Linked DNA regions of Mus musculus: region 1 is linked to region 2. Evidence: chromatin contacts called from public promoter capture Hi-C data. All regions are on one chromosome and are shown on one strand. Each heading gives the region's core, a stretch centred on a gene start, on an enhancer-like site or on the middle of the called end of the contact. The rest is flanking DNA. Distances are from core to core; before and after follow the strand shown.

Region 1 (7,152 bases), core at 1,476-3,975, 570 kb before region 2:
ATAGTATTTGAGGAGTTCGTCATAATCTTTCATAGTCCACCTGGAAGGTTATTCAAAATGACAACCAGAACCTGTAACACAGAAGAAATAGCACACATCTAATAAAAGGACTGTCAGAGCTCACCAGCTCCCTTTGCAAACAGGGGTAAACACAAAGCTTAGGCATGTAAATGATCATGGAAGCACTAACTAGCCATAGCAAAAAAAATCAAGCAAACAGAGCTGGGTGGAGGAGTCCCAGCACTCAGGAGGCAGAGGCAGGAGGATCTCTGAGTGCCAGGACAGCCAGGGCTACACAGAGAAACCCTGTCTCAAAAATCAAAAACAAAACAAAACAAAAATCAAAACCTGGCTTCCTGTCTCATATCATCTATACAAATCAAATTCCAATAAAGAGTTGAACTTTACCAAGGTGAGAGGACTTGCCGGTAATGCCAGTATTTGAAAGGTAGAAGCAGGAGCTCAAGGTCTTCCTACACAGCAAGTTCTTCCAGCCTGGGCTACAGGAGACTATGCCTCAAACAACAAACCCACTTGTTCAGTGGGTAAAGGCACTTGCTACCAAGCCTGAAATTGAGTTTGATCCCAGGACCCCCATGGGACCCCCATGACAGAAAGACCAACTCCCATAGCTGGCAACTAACCTCCACCCACACACACTGTAGCACACACACACACACACACACACACAGTTACAACTGCATTACCAGGCTTGGCTCATAATTAACTTCTTCACAGATTCCTCCCTACGGACTTTTAAAATGTCCAGTTCCTAGGAAAAGACTTGCACAAACACTAAATCCTTTTTTTTTTCTGACTACCCTCTTCCCTGAAATCACACCATGTCTTTGAGTATCACCACTGTAAGGCTAGATTATATCATCTTCAAATCCAGGGAAGATCATTTTTGCTACTATTACAAAAACTAGCTGGGCAGAGGTAACATCTTTAGTCCCAGCACTTGGGAGGCAGAGGCAGGTGGATCTTTGACTTCAAGGCCAGCCTGGTCTACAAAGTGAGTTCCAGGACAGCCAGGGCTACACAGAGCAACCCTGTCTCAAAGCCTCAGCCCACCCCACCCCACCTCCCCCCAAAAGAGACTAGTGATTAGATCATGTTGTAGGTATAAAGCTGGGTCTAAATAACTGTACACATCCCGTTTACCTTCTAGAAATTGGAATACAGAAAGCAAAAATATGATATCTCAGAACTCCTCTAGTTGGTGAAGAAATGGGGTATATGCAATAGAGACACTTTTCTGAAAAAAATAAGAAATTAGCTAGATATTGGGAAATTTGTGATTCTATTAGATAACTGTGGTACATGCCTTTATACCAGCACTCAGGAACAGAGGCAGGTAGGTGCATCTCTGTGAGTTAGAGGCCAGCTTGGACTATACAGTGAGTCCTCATAAAAGGCAAACTGAGGGTATTTTGCTACCAGTATGGTGTTATTTGAGCCATGCTATCACTTACTACAAAACACATTAACTTGCCTCTCGTGCTCATTGACACTGATCTGGTCATTTCAGATGAGAGTGCAGAATGGCTTACAACCTGGCCTTAGAATACAGTTGAGTGGCGGCACCCTTCTGCTCCTTTGCGGAGATTTCTGAGAGCAGCAATAGAGGCATTCATTCCCAAAAGCATTTAGGGACTAACCTGTCCATCTAGTTGGTTCATAATAGATAAAAGGGACAGAGCCACTGTTTCCACGAAGGTGTTTAAGAAGAAACAGAAGCCAAAACATGAACAAAAGTTGGGACTAAATTCTCTAGCCAACGTTTCAGACCCCTCTGAAACCCTCTCTTCCTCCTCCTCCATTAACCACAGAAATCTACCTAAGGTGAGACTAGAACACTCACTACCTCACCTTAGTGTGAGCTCCTGCCTTGGGATGAGAAGCAGGGAACTGCTCCCCTCCACACCCTTCTTGGCAGGAGCCACCTGGCTCCTCCATTTACTGCTATAGCCTCTGGGCGTCCTTACAATACGAGTCTCGGGCCACTTGCTTTAGAGGTGCAAGGTGAGGAAGGATTTGGGCTCTACAAAGGGGTTACACACATTTCTCTTTTAACTGGAATACCCCAGAAAACTGAGTTGAAAAGTGTAAGTGCCTCAAAGCCCATCTCTGAATCGCTTTTGCAGACAGTCAAAAGCACTGAAACAGAACTGGAAATTCCCATTATGGGAGCCTCCGGGGCGTCAAATGCTCTGTCAAACTTTATCAATTACCCGCTGAGCGGGGAATGGGGAGTGGGGAGCGCTCACGCCTGTATCTCCTGCGCTCAGGAAGGTAAGGCAGGAGGATCCAGAATTCAAGGACCACTTTGGCTACAAAGTGAGTTCGAGACCAGTGAGTTCAAGACGCAAGATACATCTCAGAACCCGAGACAAAAAAAAAAAAAAAAAAAAAAAAAAACTACCATCCACCATCTGTGAAAGCCAGGGTCGAAAAACCTAGACGTTCTCACAGAGAACAGTGCTGATGGGTGGAACCCCAGGGAAACTCCGTCTCCCGGCCACGCCCCACGAGGCCCAGAGTGCGGCCCGAGGACGGAAGAACTGACCTGAAGGGCAGCGGGCCCAGCAAGGACCGAACAGGACCGAACAGGACAGAAGGTGAAGCAGCCGGCTGCAGAGTCTAGCAAAGCCGGAACAAGTCGGTGGGAATTTCTGCAGGATTCAAGTTCCAGCAGCTTCCGCCCGCCAAAGGAATCAAACCTCGCGGGCCGGAAGAGGCGGGGCCCAAGGGAGCCCAGTCCCAGGGAGGTGGGGCGGGGCCGGGAGAAAACTGGGCGGAGCGATGGTGGGGCGGGGCGAGATAGGCTCAAACTTTTGATGGGATACTAAATGTGTAGGATGTCAAATGCTCAGGATCGGTGATGGTGAAGACTTTAAGATACTGACTTAAGCCTCAGTACATGGGAACGCCAGGGCCAAGAAGTGCGAGTGGGAGGGTAGGGGAGTTGTGGGGGGGGGAGGGTATGGGGACTTTTGGGATAGCATTGGAAATGTAAATGAAGAAAATACCTAATTTAAAAAAAAAAAAAAGATACTGACTGAAGACTTAAGGCCTTGCCTCCTTCTTTCTTTTTTTTTAAGAATATTTTTATTTTTTTAAAAATACCATTATTCTTCGACACTTTCATACACGTATACAATGTATGTTGATCATATCCACTTTATTCTCCCTTCTTGCTCCCCACACCACCCAAAACCCTCTCTCATCTTCACTTCCTTTTTTTTTTTTAATAGTTTGCCTTTACTAACTGCAGTGTGCATATCTCATAGGGACAAGGAAATTTTTTCCAGAAGACATTGACTTGCTAAGTTTTCATATTTTAATCCCAGCACTTTGGAGGCAGAGGCAGGCAGATTTCTGAGTTCGAGGCCAGCCTAGTCTACAGAGTGAGTTCCAGGACAGCCAGGACTACACAGAGAAACCCTGTCTCGAAAAACAAAAACAAAACAAAAAAAAAAAGTTTTCATATAATTAAGTTTTTTATGTTCTTAATTTTTCATTACATTCATTTATTCGAGTGCGTGCTTGTGGGAAGGGGGGCACGTGTCACTTCACACCTGTGGCAGTTAGAGGACAACTTTCAAGAGTTGGTTCTCTCTTGCCACCTAATGGGTCTAACTAATCAAGTCAAGCTGTCAACTTGGTACCAATTGCCATTACCCATTGACCCCTCTTTCCCCTGATCTTTTTCCCCCTTCTGGTTCATGGGAGGGCTCTCCCTGGCCTTGGCTATTCTAAGCAAGAGCTCTAACATTGTGCCACTTTTCCCTGTGCATCTCATAATTCTTACTAAAATCTGTTGCTATAAGTTATAAAACCTTAGGAACTAAATTAACTACCCATCAAGATGCTAGCAATGTGGCTCATGGGTAAAGATACTTGCCACCAGCCCTGAAAACCTAAATTCAATCCCCAGAAATCTGACTTCCTCATTTACCCCTCCCTGCAAACAAATACAGAAATGATTTTTGGAAAAAAAGAAAAAGAAAAAAGAAAGAAAGAAAAATTCAATGCGCCATAAACACCCAGTATGCCAATAGAAGTATTTTTCATCATAGCATCCCTATTATACCTAGTCATGAGCTTGGTCATTATAAAACTTACATAGGTTGCATGAGTTAAATTGTAGTGACAGCCCAAACCAGAAAAATATTAGAGCCGGGCGTGGTGGCACACACCTTTAATCCCATCGCTCAGGAGGCAGAGGCAGGCTGATTTCTGAGTTCGAGGCCGGCCTGGTCTACAAAGTGAGTTCCAGGACAGCCAGGGCTACACAGAGAAACCCTGTCTCGAAAAAAAACAAACAAACAAAAAGAAACCCTGTCTCAAAAAATATATATATTAGGAGTTACAACCATGGGGAAGAAAAAAATAAAGATGCATATGTATTTGCATCTTTATAATTATTTGACACTCAGCAGTTAATTCACATCTTCATGGACTGTCTGGTTTTGAAAGTAGCTACCAAAGAGACAGAGGGTACCAATGTACAGAGCTTTTTAGTGAGCCCTCCCCACAGATAATCATAAAGCAGAATACAACATGGGGCGTGCCCTAGTGCAATTTTGTTGAACCTGTATCAATGGACACATTTAGAGTCCCAATCTCTTTCATGAAGCCTGTCCAAGGGCAGGCTTTTAGAAACCTATTTCATAGATGAGCTTGTGTTTGCTAATGGTTCCATCACCATTTATTGATGACATACTGCCCCTTCTCACACACTTCTACAAAGGAACTATTTCACTGGCTCCCAGTTTTGATTAGTATTGTTGTCAACTTGACACAAACTAGAGGTATCTGGGAAGAGGGAACTTCAACTGAGAAAATGCCTCCTGAGCTGGAGAGATGGCTCAGTGGTTAAGAGCACTATCTGCTCTTCCAGAGGTCCTGAGTTCAAATCCCAGCAACCATATGGTGGCTCACAACCATCTATAATGAGATCTGATGCCCTTTTCTTGTGTCTGAAAACAGTGTACTCACATAAAAAAATAAATCTTTGAGAGAGAGAGAGAGAGAGAGAGAGAGAGAGAGAGAGAGAGAATGCCTCCCATTGGATAGGCCAGCAAGTGGGGCATTTTCTTTTTTTCTTTTTCTAATTTTTAGTTTTTACTTAATTTTGTTTTATGTGTATGTGTATGTGTATGTGTGTTTTGCCTGTGTAGATATCTTAGCACCACATGTGTGCAGTGCCTCCAAAGACCAGAAGAGAGTGCTTCTGATAACCTAGTTTAGGCACCACAGGGATGCTAGGAATTGAACCCCTGTCCTCTGGGAGAGCAGTCAACGTTCTTAAGCATTGAGCCATCCCCTCAGTCCTTATATGGAGCATTTTCTTGATTGATGATTGATGTGAACGCTTCAAATTGTTGTAGGTAGGGCCACCACTGGGCAGATGGTCCTGGGGTGTGTAAGAAGTCAGGCTGAGCAAGCCATGAGGAGCAAGCCAGTCAGCAGCACTCCTCCATGGTCTCTAATCCTACCTTCCTCATTCCTGCCTTGAGTTCTTTCCTTGCCTTTTCCCAATGATGTCTAAGCCAAATAAACCCTTTGCTCCTCAGATTGCTTTGGTCATGATGTTTTACATAGCAATAGAGAGCAAACTAGAATACCCCTAGATATTTAGTTTATAATAGTGAAGGGTTTTAGGATTCTGGATAGAAGATTTTCAAGCAAAGGGGGAAACTTAAGGTAATATAAAGGATGGAAATATGAAGAGTGGGGAAAAGAGAAAGAAACTGTGTGAATGATAAAGAAACAGTTTGTGCGCTGGCGAGATGGCTCAATGGTTAAAGAGCACTAACTGCTCTTCCATAGGTCCTGAGCTCAATTCCCAGCAACCACATGGTGGCTCACAACTGTTGGTAATGGGACCTGACACCCTCTTCTGGTGTGTCTGAAGACAGCTACAGTGTACTCATATAAATAAAATAAATACATCTTTTAAAAAATAGAGTTTTGAAAAAAATTAAAATTACTAGTGGATTTCCGGATTTCTGTGAGTTTACAGATCAATTTCCAGGACAAACCCTGCCTCAAAAGGCGAAACAAACAAAGTCAACAACCAACAACCAAAAATAGTTACCATTTAGAAAGTGTATCAAGGTTATGATGAAAAAAATTTAATATCTATTTAAAATTCCCAAGATGATTTTGAGCGACTATTTTGAATAGCACCACACTCGAAAGAATAGTTAGGCCAGGTGGTGGTGGCACACAGCTTTAATCACACCAGTCAGGAGGCAGAGATAAATGTACCTTTGTGAGTTCAAGGCCAGCCTACACTGTGAGTTCCAGGCCAGCCAAAGCTACATAGAGAAAACAAAAAAAGAAAGAAACAATAATACTACAGCAGAGAAAACAGCCCAGTTCAAGAAGGCAGGAGCCATGAGCCTCTGTGCCCCAAAACCTCTGTGGGCTTATTTCCTTGTTCAGGCAATAAGGAAACTGAATTCCTACTCTGCTGCTCCTTGTTTCAAGAGTGTCTAAACTGACTAGGCCAGGCCATTTAAAACGGAACATCTCTACCAACAACACCACCATTCGTGGCAATGATAAAACTCACTACTGTTTTACAAACAACTAATGCACACATACATGTGTCACCCCTTTACGCGAGGGCCTGCCCTGTCACACAGGATAATCTGTGCCCTCATTCTCTCGGCAGTCACCAGCGTCTACCCTTTGCCAGGCCCTTTTCAAGGCACTGCCAGCGAAAAGAAGAAAAGAGATGTGGCTTCTGCCCAAGGGAGCTCAGAGACGCGCAAAACTCATAAACAAGAAAGCAGTGCTAATAAAGAACAAGCTAGAAGTACTGTCATGAGTGTATGCAGCCAGCCATGCCGGGTAGAGCTCAAAGAGGAACAATTCATTCTGACCAGAATTGAGACATCCTAGCAAAGTGCCTAGAGAAAAAAAGAGAGAGACAGAGAGACAGAAAGACAGAGACAGAGAGAGAATGACAGAGAGAGTCAGAGACACAGAGACAGTCAGAGATAGACAGACAGACAGACAGACTAATATTCTCCAGACAGGGGGAAATAAGTGTGCAGAAGCACAAAGGTGGGGGAAAGCAATCTGGGTGGACACAGGGAGGGGATGGTAAGAAAGGAAGACCTAGCCGGGCATGGT
Region 2 (6,401 bases), core at 2,903-5,402:
CTTGACTTCCTTTTATGATGTGGGGAGCATAAGCCAAACAAACCCTTTCCTGCCCAAGTTGCTTTGGTCATGGTGTTTTATCACAACAATAGGAACCCCAAGACACCACATATACTACACAGCATTGTACACATTACACATACCACGTATCATGAAACATATACATACTGCACATCAGACACATCCAACACACCATACACACACATGCACACACATCATAGCCTGCAAAGTGGCTGTCCACTGTTGTCACCAATGTCACTGTCAACCCTTATGTTGCAAAGTTCTCTCTACGCTCCTCTGACAACCCTCTGCTGTCTTTAACCAGTTACCCAGCCTCTCAGACTCCCCTGTCCCCATAGAGCTACCAGGTAAAATACAAGATGCCCTATAACACTTGATCTTACATAGATAATGAACGTTTTAGTGTGTGTTCCAACTATTTTATGAAATACATTCAAACTAGAAATTACTCATCACTTACTTGAAATCCCAGCTTATCTGGCGTTCTTATGTTTTTAGAGACTCTACTCCCCAGAGTCTCTAGTCTGTGTTCTCCCAGATCTGCTCCTGTTCTAACTATACCTCTCAGCCCTTTGCTAGATTGCCCCAGGGAGGACCACCTTCCGTTTTAGAAGTCCTACTCTTCTAGGCTGCATCTCCCTGCCCTCAGACCCACCTCCACAGTCCTGAGGGCCTGGGGCCCATACCCTGCCCTCAGTCAGACCCACCTTCCCACTGCATCAGCAGCAGGTAGCCATGTGCTCTTTTGTCCCTGGACCAAGGCCGCCTCGGTACTATATTTAGCATCCACTGCCTGGGAACATGATTCCCTTGGGAGATGACCAGTGTCCAGCCTCATCTCCTCCAGGCCAGGCCAAGCTGCTGTTCTCCCTGCTCCACAGGCTCTCTATACCAACACCTTCTTGGATCGTCTCATCGAAGACTCTTCTCTGCTTCCATTCCAGTTCAGGGGCCTCCTCCTCCTCCTCCTCCTCTCAAATCTCCCTGGGCTCCCAGCTCTCTCCCTATCCCCACCCCACTCCAACACCCAAAGCATGTCGCTTCTGTTCTGTCAGGTGTTCCCTGAGCGCTGGGACCAGGTCTGACTGACTCTCACCTTCTCTGAGCAGGAGCAGGTACACAGCAGAGCTCTGTCTATGCTCACCAAATGGAGGACAAGTGACCGAATAATGGAATGAATGAATACAGGGTAAGGGAAGGCATGGTTATGTGGGTGAGTGAGTAAATGGATAGATCATGGCATACTTAGGGTATCTATTGGTGTGACAAAAACACATGACCAAAAGCAACTTGGGAAGGATTCCGTGCATACACACACACACACACACACACACACACACACACACACACACCCTTGTGCTCTGGGGACTCACCCACCTTCAAGCAGTCTAGCTGATGCTGGGAAGAAGGTTCCGTTCAGTGTCTGTGGAGATGGCAAGATTCCTTTCAAGAAAGATCTTCAGAGCCTGCCCCAGAGCAGAGCTCTGCCTGAGGGGGAGACAAAGCCTGGCGATCCAGCCCTCAGGGGGAGCTGCAGTGAGGGCTCTACCTCGGTCTGGCTGCTACCCCTAGACAATGCTTCTTTCTCCCCACTCAGGTGCCCATCCCTACTGGCCTCAGACCCACACTGGCTCTCCCTGGAACCTGCTGTGAGTCCTTCACTGAGTCCCCAGGACTCCCTGCCCTCCCTGTGGCCTGTCTGTAAAAGCCTTAGTCAGGGACTCAGTGTCCAGACTGATAAGGACATGTTTCCAGAAGCTCCTGAGCCTCGACCTCCCCAGATTCACTCCACCCCCATCTAGCACTCTGACTTCCTTCCTGCACTTCTTCCCTGCCAACCCCACCCCCAAATCTCTCCAGACCCAAGCCTGTCTCTCTGGATCCTTCCTGTGGCAGCCACATGTCTGGGGACACTCTGACATCCCAGAGGACCCTGGTTCAGTCTCATCCCCCTCAACAGGCAGGTCCTGAGAGAGTTACCCATTCAAGGTCAGATTCAGACATACAAGCCACGAAGATAATTTTTCATCCTTCAGATCATAGTCTCTAAATACAAGATAGCATCTATTCCGTGAGCAGATTTTCTATTAATAAAAACAAATGTCCCTTTATTTGTGTTAAAATCAACAGCTCCACATGCGCTGAAATGTAACAACATTTTGACTTTTTTGGAATTATCTTTCAGTTCACGATTTTTCTATCATTCCTAAGTGACGCAAATCACTCACATTTGCTAAGAATAGACACAGTCTGTCGGACTATAGCAATAAAGCAAGTCTTGTTCAAAACGTGTTTTAAAGTCTTCTTGGTGGCCTTCCTGTTAATGAAACACCTTGTGCTCTCTGTGGCTCTCTTTTTCTCTCCTGCTTCCTTTTGTGGTTTTCCAGAGCAGATTTGGAAAGATCCATAAAAGGATATACGTCCTCAATTATAAAATAAGTCACTTGTTCCCAGAAAACAGCTCTTTGTTTTCAGAATTTCAGGGCTGATTTCAGGCAACAGGAGCAAGCCTGAGGGTTGGGCACGGTGCAGCATCCAAAAATACTAACAAACACTTAGTTCTTCAAATCGTCCGCTCGAGGGCTCTGGTTCCCTGGGTGGCAAATAGACTTCTGTCACAGCACCCCGCTGACAGGGTGCTAACTTCCGGTGAGGTTCCATAGCTGTCTGGAGCTACCCCACCATTAGGATACCACACAGCATCCTTCCACATCTCCTCAGACTCCTCAGCCCCATTGTGAGTAGAGCCTAGCTGATCGTTCAGCTCAGAGGTAACTCACACCTGGTCCTGACACCTCAGCTCCCCAGGGAGAGAGGGAAGAGCGAGCCAGAATGGAGGGAGGCAAGAAGTTTGTGAAACGTAGAAGGATACGGATGGAGAGCTGGGAGGAGTGAGACACCAGACACTGCTTATTGAAGGGGCAGATGGGTCTGACCCACTAGCAGAATAAATGTCGAGGGAATTGCCAACCTCACACAACAGTCCAGAAGTTCTGGGGCCGCGGCAGTGGCCGGGATTGGAGAGCCGGCCCCGTGAAGAGCGACGCCTCCTGGTGAAACGTGGCCACGGTGAAGCTACGTCTGGAGCTGCGCTCTGGGTCTTGGGTGTGTGAGTCATAGCTGAAGTAGCAGAGGATGCAGGTAATGGCCATGGTGATGACAAAAAGCACTGCCACCATCCCAATCACCGCGGTCTCCATGATTTCTGAGTGGCACTTGTCACACCGAACACGGTGGGTGGTCTCTGAGTCTTAGTGTCCCAACAGAAGCTGGGGCTGTTGGCCAGGACAAGCAAGCGGCTTCTCCTATGCCTCCTTCTAAGACTCGGCTCTGAGGCCTTGAACTGTGCCACCGTAGGCCACCAAATCCTTCTGCTGGAGTCAGATGATCTTCGGTCTAGTTTTAACCTCAGGTCAGACCTCCAAGAGCTGTGGTCGGCTCTACTGGCAGCTGCTAAGAAGCACTATCAGGAAAGCTGTAAGCAAATGAGTCCCTCGACATGGAAGGGGCAAGGGAAGGAGGAGCAGAGATGTTGCTAAGACGGAAGCCAGGCCCACGAGCAACGCCTCAGGACTTCAAGAGTTACTGATTAAAAAAAAAAAAATCTAGTGACTATACAAAATTCCTCTCGCCTAGCAGGACCCAGGAAGAGTCTGAATCCTCCCTGGGAAGGACCCAGGGTCAGCAATTGGCCTCTCTGCTGCCTTCCCAGGCTGTGCACCTAGGCTGGGAGGCAGGGGTGGAGAAAGATACCAGCAAGTGGAGGTGGAGTGGGGGGCGGGGCAGCGCACACAGGGGCTTGCAGGAAGGGAGATAGGAGAGTAAGAGTCGGCTGTACTTGACCTCATTTTCTGTGCAGGGTTGGGAAGTGTGGTGTATATTCGGAAGGACCTCCTCCAACCCCTTCATTGCATCACAGGGTTCTTTTGCATCATATGCCCCACCCCCATTTGCTGCCGACCGGGGCCCACTACTCACATGGGGTGCTGTGAAGGCTTACCTTGGACTCCAATAGTGCCATGTATCCTGACTGTATCTGGAGCTGGTGACCCCCTGTCTGGTGACCACCCCAGGTGGCCATGCTTCTCCCTCCCAAGCCTGCAGTGTTTTTGTTGGTGCTGCCTGGAATTTGGCTCGGGGATGCTAGAGCAGCTGTGAGTACTTCCTGAATCTCTTCCTCCAATTGTGATTGGGGGCCTATGACCCACAGCCACCACCTTCCCGGCTACAGCACTTAACCCGCCCCACACACTTGCGGACTCATTAACTGACCCTTGAGAGTATCAGGGAAGGGAGCCCGGCCCGAGCCCACTCACACCCAGTTCCTCTTGAGACTATCCCACATTGAGCGAGGAGTGTATTATCAGCCTGAAGAAATAGTACTTCTGGGTACTGAACATAGCCAGGCACTGTCTCTCTCATAAACATTGGTCCCACAGCCCTGTGCAGTAATAGGTCCTCAATTTTACAGGGACATACATGATGGTCTCAGAGCAGATATGCCTGACCAGATCTGCTTCTAGTGAGTCACAGGGATGGCACCCAATGGCAAAACAGCCGTTCCCTGTCTCCACCCCAACTCGCTCTTCCTGGGACCATACAATCGAGTGATTTCCCTGATTCTGCCGTTTGTCTGACCAGGACCCCCTGGCCCCCAGAAGAGAGAGAGAGAGAGAGAGAGAGAGAGAGAGAGAGAATGAGAGAGAGAGAATGAGAGAGAGAGCTGTGCCCAAGGTCATGCAGCCAGAAACTTTCCCAGTTTCTCCAAGGTCCAAGAGAACTTCAGTAGCAGTATGGGCAAACAGCCCACTCACAGGACAGGAGAGTAAACAATATACTGCCCTGTTCTACCACAGCCCCTCTTCTAAGATGCTCTGACAATCAGGGCTCATCCTCCACAAGGGTACTGTAGGGTAGCTCGTTGAATCCCCAACATCGCCTGGTGGGGTTGGGAGCTGGGCCCTAGAGACTGTTGCAACCTTTTATCTTGCTTCTCCTTTGCCTGTTCTTCTAGCGTGCTGGGGAGAACAGGCCAGCATTTTCAACAGGAATGCAGGAAGCTTGTCCGGCCCCGTTTCCTTTTCTGCCTAACCTCTTCCCTCTTTCCCATCTTTGGTGTATCTGTAAAATTCCCGTGAAGCTGCAGTGGGCAGGTCTGCAGCAATGCAGGTGGCTGTAGCTAGAGAGGGACAAGGGTGGAGGGCTGGACTGGGCTAAGCCCGGCAGTGAGGAAAGAGGGATGGGTGTGAAGGACTCCAGAGAGAGAGAGAGATCTGTCCATCAGACCTTTGGTCCACTTTCCCAGTGCAGAAACCCAGTGCAGCTGTCAGTGTGAATTTGCCTCTTCCCTTCCTCACTGGTCACCCCTCGCCTAGTCCTCGCACAGTCCCCTGGGAAACAGAAGGAAAGAGGACATTCTATTCCAGTGAGTCACTGACTTTCTGGCGTTTCCCTCTGCTGCTCTCTGCCCTGCTTCTCCCTGTTCTCAGGCTCAGGCTGGGACGATATTTCCTTCCCCTTCATGGACCCAACCTTTTATTCATAGTGTGTGTGGGTCCTTTGCATGCCTGTTGACTGTGGTAGGAGTCTCTACTATCCATTCCATTTTAAGGAAGGAAAAACTGAGGCTCAGGCCAGGCACATTCTCTTGAGGCCACCCGGCATGCCAAGCAGTTAACTGTTCCCTCCCTCTGGTCTTATCAGCTGCTACTGTGCATCTGCAGACAGGCTGGCTGGAGACTCAGAGTCTGCATAAGAATCCCTATTCAGTCCCCAAACAGACACTGAACCCAGGGTTGGTTCCTGCTCTGGACCAGGCTAGGAGGAGCACTCAGGCAGGGTGCTCCGAGAGCTAGAACCCAGGCTAGGGGTCTCAACTGTCCCTTCTCCAAAGCTCTGGGCCGTCCACACTGAATTCTTCCTCAGAGCTTAGGCGGGGACCACCTACTTCTCTCTGTTCCAGACCCCAGGCTCAGCTCCTTCCAGAAGAGTTCCCAGGGCCCTCATGACTCCCTCCCTCCCACTGTGCCACAGTCAAGAACCAGTTCACACAAAAAGCTTCCTGGTGGCTTTTATTTCTTACAGCCAAGCAGCAGTGAATGCCCGTACCACAGTCTGCCCCTGGAAGCTCATCACAGGGCCTCCCCAATCAGAAGAACTCTCCATCTCCACCTGGGCTCTGGTTCTGCCAGATACCCTTGTTACTTCCAGGGTCACCAGGAGTTGCAGTCACAAGGTAGGAAACTCAGCCAGCCCTGCTCGAAGCTCAAGCCCCACATTGTGTAGAGGGCCACCCAGGTGGGTCTCTGTTGCACATAGGGAGAAGGGCTCATATGCAAATGAAACCCAAGCAGGACCAGGGTCCCAGTACCCCCCTTCAT

What was found. Capture Hi-C pulls out chosen DNA fragments and counts their contacts.
Region 1: a promoter capture Hi-C map of adipose tissue shows a contact between it and region 2. The contact joins the promoter of Melk here to the promoter of Spaar in region 2. A contact is called at or near these places in 3 of 9 other capture datasets (adipose tissue, embryonic stem cells and liver).

Annotation. Positions count from the first base shown.
Region 1 is chr4:44,296,490-44,303,641 of GRCm38.p6, reverse strand. Melk (maternal embryonic leucine zipper kinase) reads right to left here and starts at 2,725. Exons shown (of 18, transcript NM_010790.2): 1 at 2,570-2,725; 2 at 1-71. The coding sequence starts at 33.
Region 2 is chr4:43,727,785-43,734,185 of GRCm38.p6, reverse strand. Spaar (small regulatory polypeptide of amino acid response) reads right to left here and starts at 4,152. Exons shown (of 2, transcript NM_001348108.1): 1 at 4,022-4,152; 2 at 1-3,606. The coding sequence starts at 3,221. The coding sequence ends at 2,994. Hrct1 (histidine rich carboxyl terminus 1) reads right to left here. Exons shown (of 1, transcript NM_027511.1): 1 at 6,076-6,401.